Regions from separate parts of the Macaca mulatta genome. Here region 2 is linked to region 1. A link is a contact called in public Hi-C data. All regions are on one chromosome and are shown on one strand. Each heading gives the region's core, a stretch centred on a gene start, on an enhancer-like site or on the middle of the called end of the contact. The rest is flanking DNA. Distances are from core to core; before and after follow the strand shown. Region 1 overlaps FTO (FTO alpha-ketoglutarate dependent dioxygenase). Region 2 holds the start of LOC144337759.

What was found. A called contact is a pair of places that touch in the nucleus more often than the background predicts.
Region 2: a Hi-C map of fetal cortex germinal zone shows a contact between it and region 1, with 2.5 times the contacts expected there. The contact joins the promoter of LOC144337759 here to the enhancer-like site in region 1. A contact is called at or near these places in 4 of 14 Hi-C or Micro-C datasets (blood, fetal cortex germinal zone, fibroblasts and 1 more).

What each region holds. Positions count from the first base shown.
Region 1 is chr20:49,252,706-49,257,638 of T2T-MMU8v2.0, forward strand. The region is part of intron 1 of FTO (FTO alpha-ketoglutarate dependent dioxygenase); the gene reads left to right. Among named protein-coding and RNA genes, the nearest start is that of FTO, 73 kb to the left of the region's middle. Within about 2 kb of position 2,741, at least 2 of the 40 cell types and tissues checked have an H3K27ac peak or open chromatin away from gene starts, as enhancers often do.
Region 2 is chr20:49,757,792-49,762,724 of T2T-MMU8v2.0, forward strand. It overlaps LOC144337759, which reads left to right and starts at 2,032. Exons shown (of 2, transcript XM_077984760.1): 1 at 2,032-2,325. IRX3 (iroquois homeobox 3) reads right to left here and starts at 4,777. Exons shown (of 4, transcript XM_015126150.3): 1 at 3,531-4,777; 2 at 2,244-3,360; 3 at 1,995-2,061; 4 at 1,052-1,490. The coding sequence starts at 3,797. The coding sequence ends at 1,436. It overlaps LOC114674297 (a long non-coding RNA gene), which reads left to right and starts at 4,697. Exons shown (of 2, transcript XR_013411261.1): 1 at 4,697-4,785.

The DNA of each region.
Region 1 (4,933 bases), core at 1,491-3,990:
TAGCAGAATTTCTCACTAACAGGGGTACTTACCAACGCCTCACATCTTCACTGTGTTTTTGTACGTGATGGATTGTACATTCTGTGGAGAAAGTTGGGAAGGTCAAAGCTTAACCTCTGCCTAACAGGACTAGTTTTTGCAGTTTTGTTCAGAATGGGTTTATATTAACTGGCTTTTGAGCTTCTTCAGCCCAGAATTGTGTATAACGTAAACATATTTGAGCTTTTATGTAAGGACCTAGTGAAGGTTTGTAAACACAACACTGTTAATTTTCCAACTCATAGAATGACAGAAAAATAAATAAAAAGCCGCTGGAATAATTGGACGACACTTGTTACTCAGAACTGTGAGTGTTGGAAGCGTGTCAGAGGAACAGTGGGCCTGCCACAAGCACCACATTTTAGGTTAAAATCGGAGAAGAAAATTGCACATGGAATTTTAATTTTTTCCATGGTCGTAAGTTCGGCCCCATTTAATTCTTTGTGGTTTTTACAAGCCCTCTTAGGCTCCTAATATTTCTATAGCAACAATTTTAACGTTTATTTTAGAACGTGGTCAGAATTAACCGACAGAAGACCAAACAGGAGAAAATAGGTTTAAAGCAGGAAATACTTTAGCCGGGCCACTAACTTACCCTCTATGACCTTAGACAAACTGTTTGCCTTCTCTGTGCTTTGAATCTCTTATTTCTTAAAATGGAGATTATAATACCCACCCCTTTGTGTCTCCTACATCAGGTAAAAGTGAAACAATAACTCCTCAATATACCTTTGCTTATATTCAAAGCTCCAGGTAAATGTAAAATGTTGCTATAATTACCTAAAAAAAGCTAAGAGGATTTTTCTTTGTTGATTCCAAGGTGAGTTGTAGAAATTCCAGAGGATAGATTAACGTAGTTGGAGGGCTCAGACTTCTACATCTGTGTAGATAGTACCTATTTTCATACACTGTGGCCTGGCTCTGTTTCTGGCCTGGCCCTGTTTCCAAGGTTTAAGTTCCATTCTTTTAACTGTGTATCAACTATTTTCACTTGGTTATTCTGCTTTTACTTAAGCCCTTTATATATGGCTGGATTTAGTTTTAGGAAACAGAAACTATGTGAGATAGGAAAATAGGTTCATATAAAGTCATTAGGAGGACCAGAGAAATGGGCTGAAGGTGGAGCCTCCAGAGATGGGCTTCTGAAACAATATCACAGACTGGCTTGCCAGGGTAGCCGCTCATCCATCACACTCGGGAAGGGCTAAGAATCAGGAGTCATTCCTAGAACTGTTGATTTGTAAGAACACACAACCATAGTTGTAGTTGGGATCAGGAAGGTACCACCATTAAAACTGGCATTTGAGAACTACAAAGTGAATGGCCAGATTCTGGAATGTTACTGCCTCATGACTATGTTGCCTGCGAAAAAAGTTGAAACAGTCAAGGTGATGGCCTCCATTTTATTTTTGACTTCTGATTCTCACATGCCGCCATTAAATTGATGAAACTTATTTCTCATCCAGAACTCCTAGCTGCAAAAAGGTCTGAGAAATATAGTGTTTACCTTTCATCCTCTGCTCTACAGGAAGGCACAATAAGAGGAGATTGGAAGGGTGCTGAGTACCACCTTATCTACCTCTTCCCCCAGCATGTTTAAAATAAAATATCTTTACCTCCGACTCGTATTGCATTTTCTGTCCAGCACAGCAGCTAGTTTATTGGACCCTCAGTAGATGTGTTAATGACATTGACTTCCTTATTTCTTTGTATGGCCCCACCTTTCCTAGTCATGTGTTTTGGTACCATATTAGATTTCAGATCCACCTACCTATCTGTAACTCTTGATTCCTATTCATTTCCATTGCTGTCTTCTTGTTCAGGTCCAGCTCCTCTCTGCCTGGGCTTTTGCAGTGGTCTCTTTATCTGGCCTTTGGTTTCTTTCACTGTAACCATATTATAAGTAGATTGGTGTTTAAAAATCAGAACAACAAATAACAAACATGCTTCCATTGTGCTCCCTGTCCTTCTCAAAAGCTTTTTGAGGCTCCTCATTACATGCAGGATAGAATCCAGACTCCTTAGCTTGACTTTCAGGACCTACCATAATCAGGGTGCAATCTATCATTCCAGCCTTATCTTCCATTTTCCCCCTGCTGGAACTGAATTTTAGCCAAAAGGTCTAATCACTGATGTCTGAGTGTCTTGTCCTTTACTAACTTTTCAGCTCTGCTATCCTTTTGCCTGCTTTTAATAGTCTGTTTTCTTTTCTCATTTATTTATTCCTTTGATCGCTTAGGCACAGTTTTTTTCTCCTTCTTCATACTTACAGCATGGTTTACTAAGGCGTTTTAATTTTATTACCTGTATTGTTAGTTTTCTTTTTATGACTGTATACCTTCCACTCCTTTTTATGTAGACAATGTAAATATTTGTTGTGGATTGATTTGTTGATTTTTCATGGTTTAGACATCTACTTGCATGGGAAAAAGGGGATGGTGGAGGGTCAGTCTGGGGGCTGAAGCGGTACTCTAGCTGTGTGATTTTGTCCTTTTGATTACCATTGAAAGGACAAATTAACTATTTGCTTTGAGCAAACTAATGCTGAGTTTTGTGGATTTAGTGTTTGAAAAGGGCCCTGGGAAGGAAAACCCTGGAGTTGAGCTCCTTATCCCCGTTTGCCAGGCTGGATGAGCTCCATGTCCATACCCCTGCATTGCAGTTTGCTGAAGTGTGGGTTGTGAAATAGCAATGGAATTTGTCTGTGGTTTCTCGCCAGCGAGGAGGAGGAAGAAGGATTCTGAGTAAATCAGACATGCAAATTAGTAAGGCCCATGGGCCTTAAGCGAATTACACAATAAAGCCCAAAGAAATTCACTTTGGCTTCTTTCTGCTTTTTGTGTGTGTGAGAAGGCAGCTATTATGTATTTGCTTTAGGCCAGAAGTTCACAAATTTTTTGGCTTCAGGACCCTTTTTTACTCCTAAAAATTATTGAGGACCCAAAAATCTTTTGTTTATATGGGTTATACCTATCAATATTTACTGTACTAGGAACTAAAAAGCCTTTATTGATTTAAAAATAGCAACACCCTTTCATTACAAGTTAATGTAATGTTTTTTATGAAAAATAACTCTTTTCCACTGTAAAAAATTAGCAAGAAGTGTGCCATTGTTTTACTTTTCTGCAGATCTCTTTCCTGTCTAGCTTGATGCTTGATTCTTACACTTTTTTGTTTAGTCGCTGTAATACGTTGTTTTGGTTGAACTATATGAACAAAATCTGGCCTCACACAGACAGTAATGGAAAAAGGGAGTATTTTAATTGCTTCTTCAGCTATTAAATGTTGATATTTTTCTTTGATATTATTCCCAAACTTGTCAAGTGATAGCTTCTATTTTAAAACATTTTTGTTTTTAATTGACAATAATTATCTATATTTATGGGGCATGTTGTGATGTTCCATGCACACATTGTGGCGTGATTAAATCAAGCTAATTAACATACCTATTGCCACACATACTTATTATTTCTTTGTGGTGAGAATACTTAAAACCTACTATTTTAGCAAATTTGAAATATACATTACTGTAAACTAGTCAGCATGCTGTGCAACAGACCACTAGAACTTAGGTGTCCTGTCAAACTGAATTTTTTACCCTTTGACTAACATCTCCCCTTTCTCCGGTCTATCCCACCAACCTCTGACAATTACTGTTCTACTCTCTACTTCTATGGGTTTGACTTTTTTAGATTGCATATTTTAGGGAGATCTGTACCTGGCTTATTTCACTTAGCATAATGCCCTCTAGATTCAAGATTCATCCATGCTGTCACAGATGACAGAATTTCCTTTTGTAAGGCTGAATATTATTCCATTTTCTTTAGACAAGTGATAATTTCTTAAAGGTTACTTGCAGGGTGGAATCTCAAGCTATCTTAATTAACGTTTCCTACTTTGTTATATTAAAATCTGTTTATCTCTTTTGCACTTCGAATGCATCTTTTACATTCAAATGATTTTGTAACATTACGTTTTGATCATTTGGAAAATTATCATGTCACTGAGTTATACAGATCTTCCAAATGTTGATGCATTTCATTATATAATGTAAAAAAAGGTTACACTCATCAGTATCACCACTGATCTTATGGTACAAGTCTTTAAGTATTGGGAAGCCCCAAGCTCAAGGTAGCAAATATAAATTTTCTAAATGTCTGATTTTTCTTGACAATCTGAAGTTTATCATTGGTAGCAAATATGGTCAGTTGTTTTTCTTGAAGTGGCAAGCTCACTTTATTAATTGTTGAGAAATGTCTGTCAAATACTCAAGTCTGATTAACCAGAAAAATATCAGTCAGCTATTTTTTTCAAGTAAAAATGGTGTTCTGTGGGGCAAATTCAGCCCAGAACTCAAATCACACATGTACTTTTCTTTGAGATGACCATTTTACTTTGGTATTTATCAGAAGTACTTTATGTATGTTTCCTAATTTGTCACACAGTATAGTAAAAAGATAGCTACTTAAAGCTCAAGATTTAATAGAATTGATGATTTTTCCTGCCTTACTGAGGACATGCTTAAGTGAAACTAACTTCCTTTCTCTTCTTTCTCTTTTAAATGGAATGCGTGGTAAAGAACACAGTGACTGGTAAGTTTTTGAGGTCTATTATGATAGCCTGCTGACTATAGTTAAAAATAATGTATATTTCAAAATTGCTAAAATGATAGATTTTAAATGCTTTCATCACAAAGTATGTGAGGTGATGGATAAGTTGATTAGCTTGACTTAATTATTCCACAATGTGTACAAATGCGGAAACATCACATTGTACTCCATAAATATGTATTACTTGTCAGTTAAATATAGATATTAAAAAAACTGAATACTAGTTTAGTTGGGTACCACTGGCTTGATTAGTGACAAGGCACCTGCAGTTTTACCCAGCATTC
Region 2 (4,933 bases), core at 782-3,281, 500 kb after region 1:
GTCTCTCCTTCTTACCCCGAGGTGTCACTCGCCCAAACACTCCCTACAGCTTCTTCAAGTCAAACTTGGGCCAGGCTGGCTGGCTGACTGCGAGAGGAAAAAGAGGGTGCGGAGGGGGCGCGGCGCGCGGCAGGGTGGAGAGGCCAGGGAGGCGAGGCGCCGAGCGTCCCCTTTGTCCTGTAGAGGGAGCTCCAGCCCCAAATTTCCCAGCTGCCTCCCCCGGCCCGCCCACCCCAGGCCCGCCTGGAGCCGGAATCCCGGCTGGAAAGGTGCTGCGGGTCTGACACCCCCGCAACCCCTGCGCCGGGACTTTAGCAGGATGCCTCTTCTAGGGCACGTGGGAAAACCCACCAGGGTGCCAAGACGCACAGATGCTGCCAGGACCCGGGCTCCCAACTCTCAACTAGAGCTGGGCAGTCACACATCATCTAGAGGGTTGATATGTACCCCTAGGCTCCCCTCTTCTCCATATCTGCCTCCACCGTCACCCCACACCCTGGCATTTATAAAGACAGAAGGGGTGCAACCGGCTTGGAAGGAGGATGGAATCTGGGCTCGTACAACCTCTTATAGGTAACACTGAGAAAGCCTCAATTGTGTCGATCAAAGAATGGGGACGGGGGCGGGGCGGGGGGGAGTGATGAGAACACGCCCCCACCACCCGCGCAGGCTAACCCCGTTGTGTCCAGACCCTTCTCTAAATCTTTTGGCAAGGTCGCCAGAGAAGGATCCAAGCCACCGCGGTTGCTCCCGTAGAACTGTGGGTCGGGCCCAGATTCCTGGCTCTTAGCAAAGAATCTTGTCGGGGTCTCCCACCTGTCTCCTGCTCCCGTTCTCTCCGCCGCCCCAGGTGCTTTTCCAGCCACTTCTCCTGCTGCGGCGCCCCCAGCCCCGCCACTTCTGCGCCCCCTCAGCTATTGCTGTCGTTTGACTACTCGGTCCTGATTCGTCTCTCGTCCTTTCCCGCGAATTCTTCAAACAACCAAGGGGAGAAAAAACCCCAAAAACAAAAAAACACCAAACAGATCCGTCGAGGGGGCAGACAGGCGGGTTATAGTCAAAGTGGCAGCAGCTCATTTATTTAGCCAAAAATAGATACTTTCTCGTACAATTTGGTTCACACATATGTACATTTCTCTGTATATATACACACACACACAAAGGCAGACACGTTTATTCTCACTGAAACTCCACCCCCCAAAATCAACCGAACAAACAAACCTCACAGCGAATGCGGGGTGCCACAGAAGCGACTTGGGGAGGGCTGAGGAGGACTGGTTTTATTTCTTTTTTCTTTCTTTTTTTTAGTTTTGCTTTTAGGTATTTATACACTGACATGCTTACAAGTTGTAACTATACAGAGCGATTTTTTTTTTACAATTATTACAACGATTAAAAAAAGTTTTTGTTTTGTTTTGTTTTGTTTTTTAAAGAACTAGGATGAGGAGAGAGCCGATAAGACCAGGGCGGCGTCCAGATGGTTCTGGGGCCTGGAAGAGAGAGACAGTAATAGCAAAAAAGGTGAGATTCAGGAGCGCAGAGGCGGCCTAGGGCCGGGAGATCCTACTTGGGTTGGGGCCGAGAGTCAGGAAGGTGTCGCAATGTAAAATTATGTCCAGTTGTAGATGTGTGTGTTGGGGGTTTAACTGTAGGGTGGGCACGAGGCGTCAGGACCCGAGGTCTGGGGCTGGAAAGAGGTGAGCATCAGAGAGCCGCCACCCGCCCCAGTGGCCTGTGGGCCCAGCCACGCAAGGCTTCCCCTAGAAGGTACAGGCGCTGTACCCACCGGCCGCGCCTGGGGTGCCTGGGCTGGACCTGGAGAGCTGTCGCAGGGCCTACAGGGGCGACCGAAGAAGTGACTTTCGTCCCCTTTTACAAAATGCGTCCCAGCAGGGTTCCATGCTATTCCCGGGCAAAAGGCCGTGCGTGGTGCTCCACGTTCTCTCCTTTCCCCTCCTGTCAGTCCCTCCAGCCCCCCAACCTCGGGGTCTTACCGCCTGGGCACGGGCTGGAAAGCTGTCTTGAGTAACTTTTTCTCCACTTCCAAGGCACTACAGCGATCTAAGGGAAGCGGGGGAAGAAAAAGGAGGGCCTTTAGAGCGCTCGGTTCCGGCGCCCAGGGCCGCAGAAAGCAGGAGCGGAGAGGGACGCGCCCTGCGCCTCCCGGACCCTGCCCCTCCCGGCCAGCTCCGGCACTATCCGCAGAGCCCGCCCCCGCTCCGCGTCCAGCGCTCAGCAGTCACCTGTTCCGCCTTCGGGCTCCGCGGGCCGAGCGAAGGCGGCGGCGGCAGCCGGGTGGCCCGCGGCTCCGGGAAGTCCCAGCAGGTGCGGAGGGGCCGAGCCCAGCAGGGAGAGCGGGTGCGGGCGGGGACCGGGCGGCGGGCCTGGAAACGGCCGGTTGGTCCAAGCCGGGAACTTGCCCAGCGGCGCTGAGACCAGTCTGTGAGCGGCGGCGGCGGCGGCGGCCGGAGAGAGCTGCAGGGCGGGAGGCGCGACCGCTGCCCCCGGGGGAGACCCCCCCGCGCCGGGAGGCGAGCGGCGCGGGTTGTCCGGGCTTGTGGCAGTCTCCGCGAGGGACCAGATCTTGGGCTTCTGCAGGGCGGAGGCGGGGATTGGTGCGGGAGCGCAGGGGTCCAGGCCCACGGGGGGCGAGGGCGGAGACGGTGAGGACACGGCCACTGGTGGTGGCGCTGGAGCCAGACTCAGGACCGGTAGTGGCCGGTCCTCCAAGCCCTCAGAGCTGTCTTCTGAGTCGCTATTTTTGGAGTCCGAAATGGGTCCCAGGCCGAGGTCGCCATCCCTGCGCGCCGCCCCAGCCAGGGACAGCTCAGGCCCGGTGGCCGCGCCGTCTAAGTTCTCCAAATCGATCTCCTCGTCCTCGTCGTCGTCCGCCAGGCCCTCGCCCCCCGTGTCCTCCTCCTCCCCCCCGAGCTCCTCCTCCTCCAGCTCTAGCTCGCGTTTGCCATCCTCCTCGTCCTCCTCTTCGTCTTCCTCCTCGCGCTCGCTCCCATAAGCGTTTCCCTCCTCGTCAGTGCGGCTGCGAGGCGCCCAAGTCATCTTATTCTCCTTCTTGAGGCGCCGGCGCGCGTTGGCGAACCAGGTGGACACCTGGGTGAGGGTCATCTTGGTGATGATGGCCAGCATGATCTTCTCGCCCTTGGTGGGGTAGGGGTTCTTGCGGTGCTCGTTGAGCCAGGCCTTGAGCGTGCTGGTGCTCTCCCTGGTGGCGTTCTTGGGACGGGACGGGTCCCCGAATTGATACTGGCCATACGGGTAGAAGGCGGGGTGCGGGTGCGGAAACGCGGCAGCCGCGGCCGGATGCTGCACCCCGGGGCTGTCCTTCAGCTCATACTGCGCGCCCTGTAGGCACATGGAGAAGGAAGGAACACGCGCGGAGGGAGCGCGGGTGAGCCCCAGCCGTCGCTGCCTCCCCCCTCCTGGCCTGCACCCCTCTAGTCCGAACCCCGCGCGCTCAGCTCGCCCTGCGCCCCAGCGCCAACCCCTCCTTCCCTGGCTCCGCGGGCTCTTACCAGCTGTGGGAAGATGGGCAGCTCCGCGGCGTAGGGCAGGAAGGCGCCGTAGCCTTGGGCGGCGGCGGCCGCCGCGGCCGCGGCGTAGGGCGCCCCGTACACGGACGAGAGCACGTTGGACAGGGACCCCGAGGCGGCCAACTCTGTGGCTCCGGCACCCGGGCCGCCCCGGGCCCCCGCACTGCCGCCGCTGCCGCCAGCGGCCCCCGGACGCTCGGACGGGTAAAGCGGGCGGATGTATTGGTATCCCAGCTGGGGGAAGGACATGGTGGCCCGCGGGGCACGGACGGAGAGGGGGCCCGGCCCCCGGGCCGCCCAGCTCAGCGCCGCCCGCGGGCTCCGGCGCGCATCGGGAGCTGGGCCGGGCTTGGGGCCGCGCTGCCGCCGGCGCTGCGCTGTGCTCCGCGTTCGCCTATTGATCTGCTCCGCGGCGGCGACGGCGGCGGCGAGGAGCCAGGTCAGGTCCGAACAGATTGGCGGAGATTCCCGGGGCTCCGGGCTCTGATTGACATTTCTACGGGGCGCAAGCCCCTCCTCTCTGCGCCGCGCTCCCTCCTCTCGGCCGCCGGAGCTGCCTTTGCCCGCGCCTCGCTCCTCACTGCCCTCCTCTCCCCAGCAGTGTCGCGCCTCGCTTCCTTCTCCCTCCTCTAGTTTTCACTCCCCCTCCTCGCCCTTCCTCTCCCCTCCCCTCCCCTCCCCGCACTCCTCTTCCCCCCAGGATCGCTTCCGCTCCTTCGGGCTCCTGCACTGCCCTGGACGCTATGAAACTCTCCTTTCTCCTCTCCCCTTCCCTTTCCCTTTCTCACGATGGCTTTTGCTCTCCGGTCCGTTCCCTTCACTTTTTCCTCTCTCACTACTTCTATTCTTTAAATCTCTCTCTTTACTCACACGATACTTCCCCCAACCTTTCCAGCCTCTGCACCCTGGGCTAAGTAAGGCAGCCAAAAGTTGTGGACACTTAGGGTGCCGCGCGGGGGGTGTGTGTCCGTGTCTGTGTGTCCATCCCCGCCCTTCCACCCCCTCCCTCGCCCTTCCCCAAATCTCGGGTCTGACGTCGCGCCCTCTTATTCGACTTTTCCCCGCGTCTCTTCCCCGAGTCGCCAATCGCCTGGGCGCCTTACGGGCGAGGCCGCCCACCCCCGCGGATTCCGCGCGCAGGGCGGGGCGGGGCAGGGGCGGGAGCCGGAGCGCCGCGAGTCCCTGCCCGCCCCCTCCTGCCCGCGCCGGGCGGGGGAGCGAGAGGCGCGGGGACTGGGTGAGTGCAGGGTCAGCTCGCCCCTCCCGCCTCCCGCCCCTCCAAGCCTGTCCCCAGGCCGAGGCGCGGGACCGTGGCCGAGGCTGGCTCCGGGGGCCCCCCTGTGCCCGAGCCCCTTTTGCAGCTCGCACCTCTGGACTCCTGGCCA